2 separate regions of the Pan troglodytes genome follow, and region 1 is linked to region 2. A link is a contact called in public capture Hi-C data. All regions are on one chromosome and are shown on one strand. Each heading gives the region's core, a stretch centred on a gene start, on an enhancer-like site or on the middle of the called end of the contact. The rest is flanking DNA. Distances are from core to core; before and after follow the strand shown. Region 1 overlaps LOC134808736 (a long non-coding RNA gene). Region 2 overlaps LOC101056957.

What was found. Capture Hi-C pulls out chosen DNA fragments and counts their contacts.
Region 1: a capture Hi-C map of stem cell-derived neural stem cells shows a contact between it and region 2, with 5 times the contacts expected there. The contact joins two enhancer-like sites. A contact is called at or near these places in 2 of 7 Hi-C or Micro-C datasets (induced pluripotent stem cells and stem cell-derived neural progenitor cells) and 1 of 1 other capture datasets (stem cell-derived neural stem cells).

What each region holds. Positions count from the first base shown.
Region 1 is chr18:14,288,296-14,291,591 of NHGRI_mPanTro3-v2.0_pri, forward strand. All of the region lies in intron 5 of LOC134808736 (a long non-coding RNA gene), which reads right to left. Among named protein-coding and RNA genes, the nearest start is that of SNN, 32 kb to the right of the region's middle. Within about 2 kb of position 1,581, at least 18 of the 24 cell types and tissues checked have an H3K27ac peak or open chromatin away from gene starts, as enhancers often do. A contact at or near this core is called in stem cell-derived neural stem cells, where this site is marked.
Region 2 is chr18:14,043,108-14,046,549 of NHGRI_mPanTro3-v2.0_pri, forward strand. LOC101056957 reads right to left here. Exons shown (of 67, transcript XM_016929426.3): 53 at 2,944-3,105; 54 at 1,147-1,311. Among named protein-coding and RNA genes, the nearest start is that of RMI2, 51 kb to the left of the region's middle. Within about 2 kb of position 1,339, at least 2 of the 24 cell types and tissues checked have an H3K27ac peak or open chromatin away from gene starts, as enhancers often do. A contact at or near this core is called in stem cell-derived neural stem cells, where this site is marked.

The DNA.
Region 1 (3,296 bases), core at 331-2,830, 250 kb after region 2:
GTAGAGGTTAGAGGGATGGTTAGAGGGAGACAGGAATGGATGCATAGCTGGTCAGAGGTAGGGATGGATGGATGAATAAATGGATGGGTAGATGTATGGATGGGTAGATGGATGAATGGTTAGAGGGAGAGAGGGATGGATGGATAAATGGTTAGAGGGAGGGATGGATGGATGGATAAACGGATGGATGGGTGGTTAGAGGGTGGGAGGGATAGATGGGGCATGGATAGATGGGTAGATGAATGAATGATTAGAGGGAGGGAAGAATAAATGGTTGAGTGGTGGATGCATGGGTGGATAGATGGGTGGATGGATGGTTAGAAGGAGGGAAGGATGGATGGGTGGGTGGGATGCATGTACGGGTGGGTGGGTGGGTGGGTGGATGGATGGATGGATGGATGGATGGATGGACAGATGGATGGATGGACAAATAGGACAAAATGTTATCTGGGTGATGTATACATAGGTATTCCCCGTATAGTTCTTTCAACTTTTCTTTATATTTGGACATTTTTACAATAAAACTTTGGAAGAAAGATTAAAAAAAAAGAAAGAAAGAAAAAAGAATGAAACAGAGAGAAAAGGACATCCAAAGTCTGGGCAAAGAAAAAAGATTCATCTTTAAAATAATCTTTTTAGGCCAGGTGCGGTGGCTCATGCCTGTAATCCCATCAATTTGGGAGGCCGAGGAGGGTGGATCACTTGAGGTCAGGAGTTCAAGACCAGCCTGGCCAACATGGTGAAACCCCATCTCTACTAAAAACACAAAAATTAGCCAGGGCCTCTGCCTCCTGGGCTCAAGAGATCCTGCCCTCTCAGCCCCCCAAGTAGCTGGGAGTACAGGCGAGAGCCACCATGCCCGGATAATTTTTGTATGTTTCCTAGAGACATAGTTTCACCGTGTTACCCAGGCTGGTCTTGAACTCCTGGCTCAAGCAATCCACCTGCCTTAGCCTCCCAAAGTGCTGAGATTACACGTGTGAGCCACCGCACCCGGCCAACAATGTGTCGATGTAGATAACCTTGTTTGTTGACTGTCCTCTCAGTAGAAAGGGAGGTCCACTCTGCCAGGGCTGGGTCCTTATTAGGCATTCACGGCTGGATCCGCAGGGCTGAGCACTGCATCCAGCACATAGCAGCTGCTCAGCACATGTTCGTGGAGCGATTGAGTGTGTAAGTCAGTGAATGAACAAACGAATGAAGGGGTTCTCGCTCTGATACTTGTTCTGCAGCCTGGGAAACTGAAGCTCAGAGATGAAGTGACTTCACCGAGGTCACACGGACAGTGGGCGGCAGAACTGGAGCTACCTACGCAATTGGGATTACGAAATATTTCACAAGTGCCAAGAAGTGCACATGATGCAGGGCTCTAGAAGGCTTCCTCTTCGATTTGTCACAGTCCCTGCAGCAGAGAGGCAGCCCAAGGCTCTGCAAATCACTGCCACTTCATCACGGCTGCAGCCACCCTTGTGCAGGCCCTGGCTCGAGGTCTTCTCACTCGATGCTGGTATGGGGGTGATGATCATCCATCTGGCAGGTCACAAGGACAACCCTCCGGATGGGAAATCTGATCCTAATTGCTGAGTCACAGCTAAACGGCAGAATGACGTCGTCTGTAACCATGGCATGCATTCCAAACTCAGCCCCAGCTTGGCTTCTCCTCAAGTTTGAGTGAGCCCCTGTCAGTCTACACCACCTCTCCTCATGTTCGGCTGTTTTCAAGCCGGCACACTGGCAAAGATGCTGCCAGGAAGGAAGGAAGCCAAGCCCAGGGAGAGGAGAGAGCTGGTTTGCTGTGGGTGGCCAGGAACAAGGTCCCGTGTGTGGAGGAGACAGAACACAGTCGTGATACCAGGCCGGGAGCAGTGGCTGACTCCTGTAATCTCAGAATTTGGGGAGGCTGAGGTGGGAGGACGGCTTGAGCCCAGGAGTTCAAGACCAGCCTGGGAAACATAAGGAAACCCATCTCTATTAAAAAAAAAAAAAAAAATCAGCCAAGCACGGTGGTGCATACCTGTAGTATCTGCCACATGGGAGGCTGGGACAGGAGGGTTGCTTGAGCCCAGGAGGTCGAGGCTGCTGTGAGCCGTGATTATGCCATTGCACTCCAGCCTGGGCAACAGAGGGAGACCCTGTCTCAAAGAAAGAAAGAAAAAGAGAAGGGAGGGGAGGAGGGGAAGGGTAAAGGCCACATACTGGCAGGTACAGCCTCCTGCCTGACCCCCATTCCCAGGAGCCCCTTTCAGAGAGTAAAGAGAGCTGGAACAAGGGAGCAATGCTGACGGAAGGACAGACAGACAGATGGACAGACTGCACTGGGGGCAGAAGGGCCCGCAGGCTCCAGACGAACACGATCAGCAGGAGAAAGCAGGCCATGCGCAGGTGATGTGGGTGCCAGAAGCAACCTAGCAGATAGAGGAATTCCAATAACCGCACAGCACTCAAGTAAAATAAAAACACCGTGACTTCTCAGCAAGCCAGTATGGCCCCCTAGAGGCCAAGGGCAGAATTTTATTTTTATCTATCTATCTCTCTGTCTATCTCTCTATGTGTCATCTATCTATCTATTTTCGAGACAGAATCTCGCTTTGTCGCCCAGGATGGAGTGCAGTGATATGATCTCGGCTCACTGCAACCTCCGCCTCCAGGCTTCAAGTGATTCCCCTGCCTCAGCCTCCCAGGTAGCTGGAATTATAGGTGCGAGCCATCGCAGCCAGTTAATTTTTGTATTTTTAGTAGAGACGGGGTTTTCACCATGTTGGCCAGGCTGGTCTCTTAACTCCTGGACTCAAGTGATTCACCCGCCTTGGCCTCCCAAAGTGCTGGGATTACAGGCATGAGCCACCGCGCTGAGCCTGTTGAGGCAAAGCATAACCCCAGATCCTCCTAGCCAATGGACCCCTCGCTTCTGAAACAGTTCCGGTGGTCAAGTTCTGGGCATGTCCTGGACTTCTTGGTTTTGCGGGGAGGAATCACTAGTTCTGGGTGTTGAGAGACATCAAAGCTTTTCCAACTGTGCATGTCTGGGATACCTGACTTGCTGTGTTGGCTCAGTTATATCTGCCAGGTAACTTGACCTTCTGTTATCAACAGAGTAGGTCCAGTTTGGGCTGGTCTTGCAGTTGTGTTTTCTTGAGGAACGGTTTGGGCTCAACCTGTCTTTCCAATCAGTTGAAACTGGAGCATCCCTCAGCCTCAGTTTCCCCAATATCCTGAACTCTGCTCCCTACATCGTGCACAAAGGCCAGATTTCTTATGAAACCATGTGGTGCAGGGTTAGAAAGAGACAGCCCTGG
Region 2 (3,442 bases), core at 89-2,588:
GGAAGCAAGAGGACCAGCCTCTTGCCGAGCATCCGCCATGGGTTCACTCCCAGGGCTCCAGTTCCATCAGGCACGGGGCTTACAGAGCCGGGGGCAGGCAGGGGCCTGGCTGGAAACAGGGAAGTGACAGTCAGTCCCAGAGAACAAGAACCTTGGAAGGAGAAACTCCTTTGAAATGGCCACGGCTGCTGAACTCTCAACCCAGAAATGCCATGCTCATTCAGCTCGGATGCCGGGAAGGGAGGGAACTCCCCTCTCACAAGCACCTGCTACATGCAGATGTTGTGCAAATGTGTTTCCTCCTAACGATTCTGCAAGGGAGATGGTATTTGTTCCCATTTGACAGAGGGGAAGACTGAGGCTCAGCAAACGGAAGTCACAAGGTCAAGTTCACCTGGCCAGGGAGACAGAGGAGGGGGATGGAAACGCCGAGAGAGCACCTGCTACGTCACGTGCCTTGGCTATGCAGGCAGCGGGAACCGGTATCCAGACTCCCAAGAACCACCCTGTGAAATATCTGATCCCCTCCTACAGATGAGGAAACACATGCTCAGAGAGGTTCCTTCCTGGGATTACCTGGCCAGGTCAGGGCAGAGTAGGTATTGGAGGCCAACTCTGGCCCTTCCTACTTCCCAGGGCTGCTGGGAGGAAGGAGGGGGAGGAGATGGTGCCAATAATGACTAATAGCAAATACTTACGTAGTGGCTGTTTTCTCTCAGGCACTGCTCTAAGGGATCTATGCCTATGACTATATTTAATCCTTGCAATATTAACCCCATGGGAGATAGGGCCAGTACAATTATACCCGTTTTACAGGGGAGGAAACTCAGGTACCAGGAGGCAGCTAGGCTGGGATTCAAACTTGGGCAGCCCAGCCACTGCCTCTCCATTATAGGAAGGGCCGGGTGTTGGGACTGCGGAGGAGCTGCTTTGTCTTGGCGCCAGGGCCAGGCCTGGGGTTCAGCAGGCGTTCCCCCGACCCAAAATGAAGCTCTGGCCCCATCCAGAATGCTGGTTTGCAGTTCCTCAGATAGCCACTAGATAGCGGGGCCGCCCAGGCAGTTGGGGGCCTGCTGGCCAGGGAGGAACCGCAGGGATGCCAGGGTATCTTTCCCAGGGACTGTCAGCCCCATCCTAGCCACTGACCTCCAGCGCCCCGGAGAAGTCAGCTGAACGAGGCCTGCTGTGGTTTTGGAGGGTCAGGCTGAGATGCAGGCCGTGGTCTGGGTCTGGTGCAAGGCCCAGGTGGCAGCGGCAACGCAGCAGGAGTCCACCCTGGCCCAGGGTGTGCTCCCCGACGACCAAGAGGGCCTGGGACGAGAGAGTCTAGGTGTCAGGCAGGCACAGGGGTGGCAGCTTCCTCTCTCCCCAGTCCCCTACGCCGAGAATGCAGCAGCAGCTGCCGCCTCCCAGCCTCCACACCTGTCCCAGCTCACAGCTGACCTCTAAGAAACGCAAATCAGATGCCGTCCCCTAAGAAGCTGGGCTCTGGCATGGCCTGTGGCCTGCTTTATTGTCCCAGCCTGACTTCTCTTGCTCCCTCCGTAAGTGCTGCCCCGTGTTCCTCAAGGCAGAGTCGTGCCTTAGGCCCCTTCCCTCTGCAGGGCTCACACTCACCAGTGAGGCCCCTTTTTGCAACACCCTGGCCCCTCTCTGCTTCATTCCTGCACAACGTTTACCACACGCTGACCATAGACCATGCATCTCTAGTTTGTTGTATCGTCCTGGCCCCACTGGAATGCGCCACCCAGGAGGCCGGCACCTAGGCTGTCTCTTTCACATCCAGTCCCTGCACCTAGAACACAGCCTGGCATAGGTGAAACACACAAATGTTTTCTGAATGAACAGAGGAAAAGATAAGGGGTGGGAAACTATGGTTTGGGGCCGAATCTGGCTCACTGCCCACTCTTGTAAATGCTTTTTATTTTGAGACAGAGTTGTGCTCTGTCGCCAGGCTGGAGTACAATGGCACGATCTCAGCTCACTGCAACCTCCACCTCCCAGGTTCAAGCGATTCTCCTACCTCAGCCTCCTGAGTAGCTAGGACTACAGGCACGTGCCACCATGCCCAGCTCATTTTTTCTATTTTTAGTAGAGACGAGGTTTCACCATGTTAGCCAGGATGGTCTCGATCTCCTGACCTCGTGATCCACGTGCCTCGGCCTCCCAAAGTAGTGGGATTACAGGTGTGAGCCACCGCACCCGGCTTGTAAATACTTTTACTGGAATACAGCCATAAGGATTCATTTACATATTGTCTATAGCTGCTTTCACAAGACAGTGGTAAAGTTGGTTGTTGGAACAGAGACTGGATGGTTCATAAAGCCTAAAATATTTGCTATCTGTCTCTTTACAGAAGAGTATGAGTCCTTGGGATGGAGGGAGGGAGGGAGGGATGGATGGATGGATGAATGGATGCAAGGGAGGAAGGGTTGGAGGATGAATGGATGGAGAGAGAGGGTACATGGGAGGGCAGATATACGAGGATGGATGGAAGATAGGAAGGAGGATGGAAGGATGCGTAAAGGAATGGATGGATGGGTTGGTGGATGGAAGAACCAATCAATCAGCTACCAACCCCAGGAGGGGAAAGGCGTTGAGGAAAAGGGGTCCTAACACCTCTCCTCTGGGGTAATGATGACTACAGCAGCTCTAACTTATGTGCCCGGCAACAAGGCTGAGCATTCCCGCATCATGTCTCTCTTAAGTCTCACCATCACTCTACGTCCTGGAACCTGCTGCTCCTTCCTCAGATGAAACACCAGAGGCTCAGAGAGGAGATGCACCTTGCCCAGTCACCCAGCAGGCAAATGGCAGAGCCACCATGCTGGCGTCTGGCTGCCTCGCTCACACCCCTGCATTCTGCGGGCGCCACCCTCCCTGCTGCCCTGTCACCATGGGTCCCTGGTCCTCCAGCTGCCCCCTTCTGCAGGGCAGACTCACCCTGGGCAGGTCACAGAGCCCCAGGTGGAGGGAGTGCCGCAGCCAGCGTGCATAGTCAGTCTGTACTTCTCCCCAGAAGCTCTGACGGGTACAAGAGGCCCCGAGGACATGCTCCAGCGTGGCCTCCATGATGATCTTGTCTGGCTGAGATGGCCAATGCCTCTGGAATGAGAGGGCCCATGGGTCAGGGGCTCATCACCTAAGAGAATGCCCATGGCCAGCTGCAGCTGGAGACCCTCACCTAGGCAAGAGCATGTGCCAGGAATGTGCCGTCAGAGCTCTCATCAGCCACAGCACCCCCTTACACTCTGCGGCAGGATTTTTTTTTTTTTTTTTTTTTTTTTGAGACAGTCTTGCTCTGTAGCCCAGGCTGGAGTACAGTGGCATGATCTAGACTCACTGCAACCTCCACCTCCCAGGTTTAAGCGATTCTCCCACCTCAGCCTCCCAGATAGCTAGGATTACAGGTGCATGCCACCACGCCCAGTTTTTTTTTTTT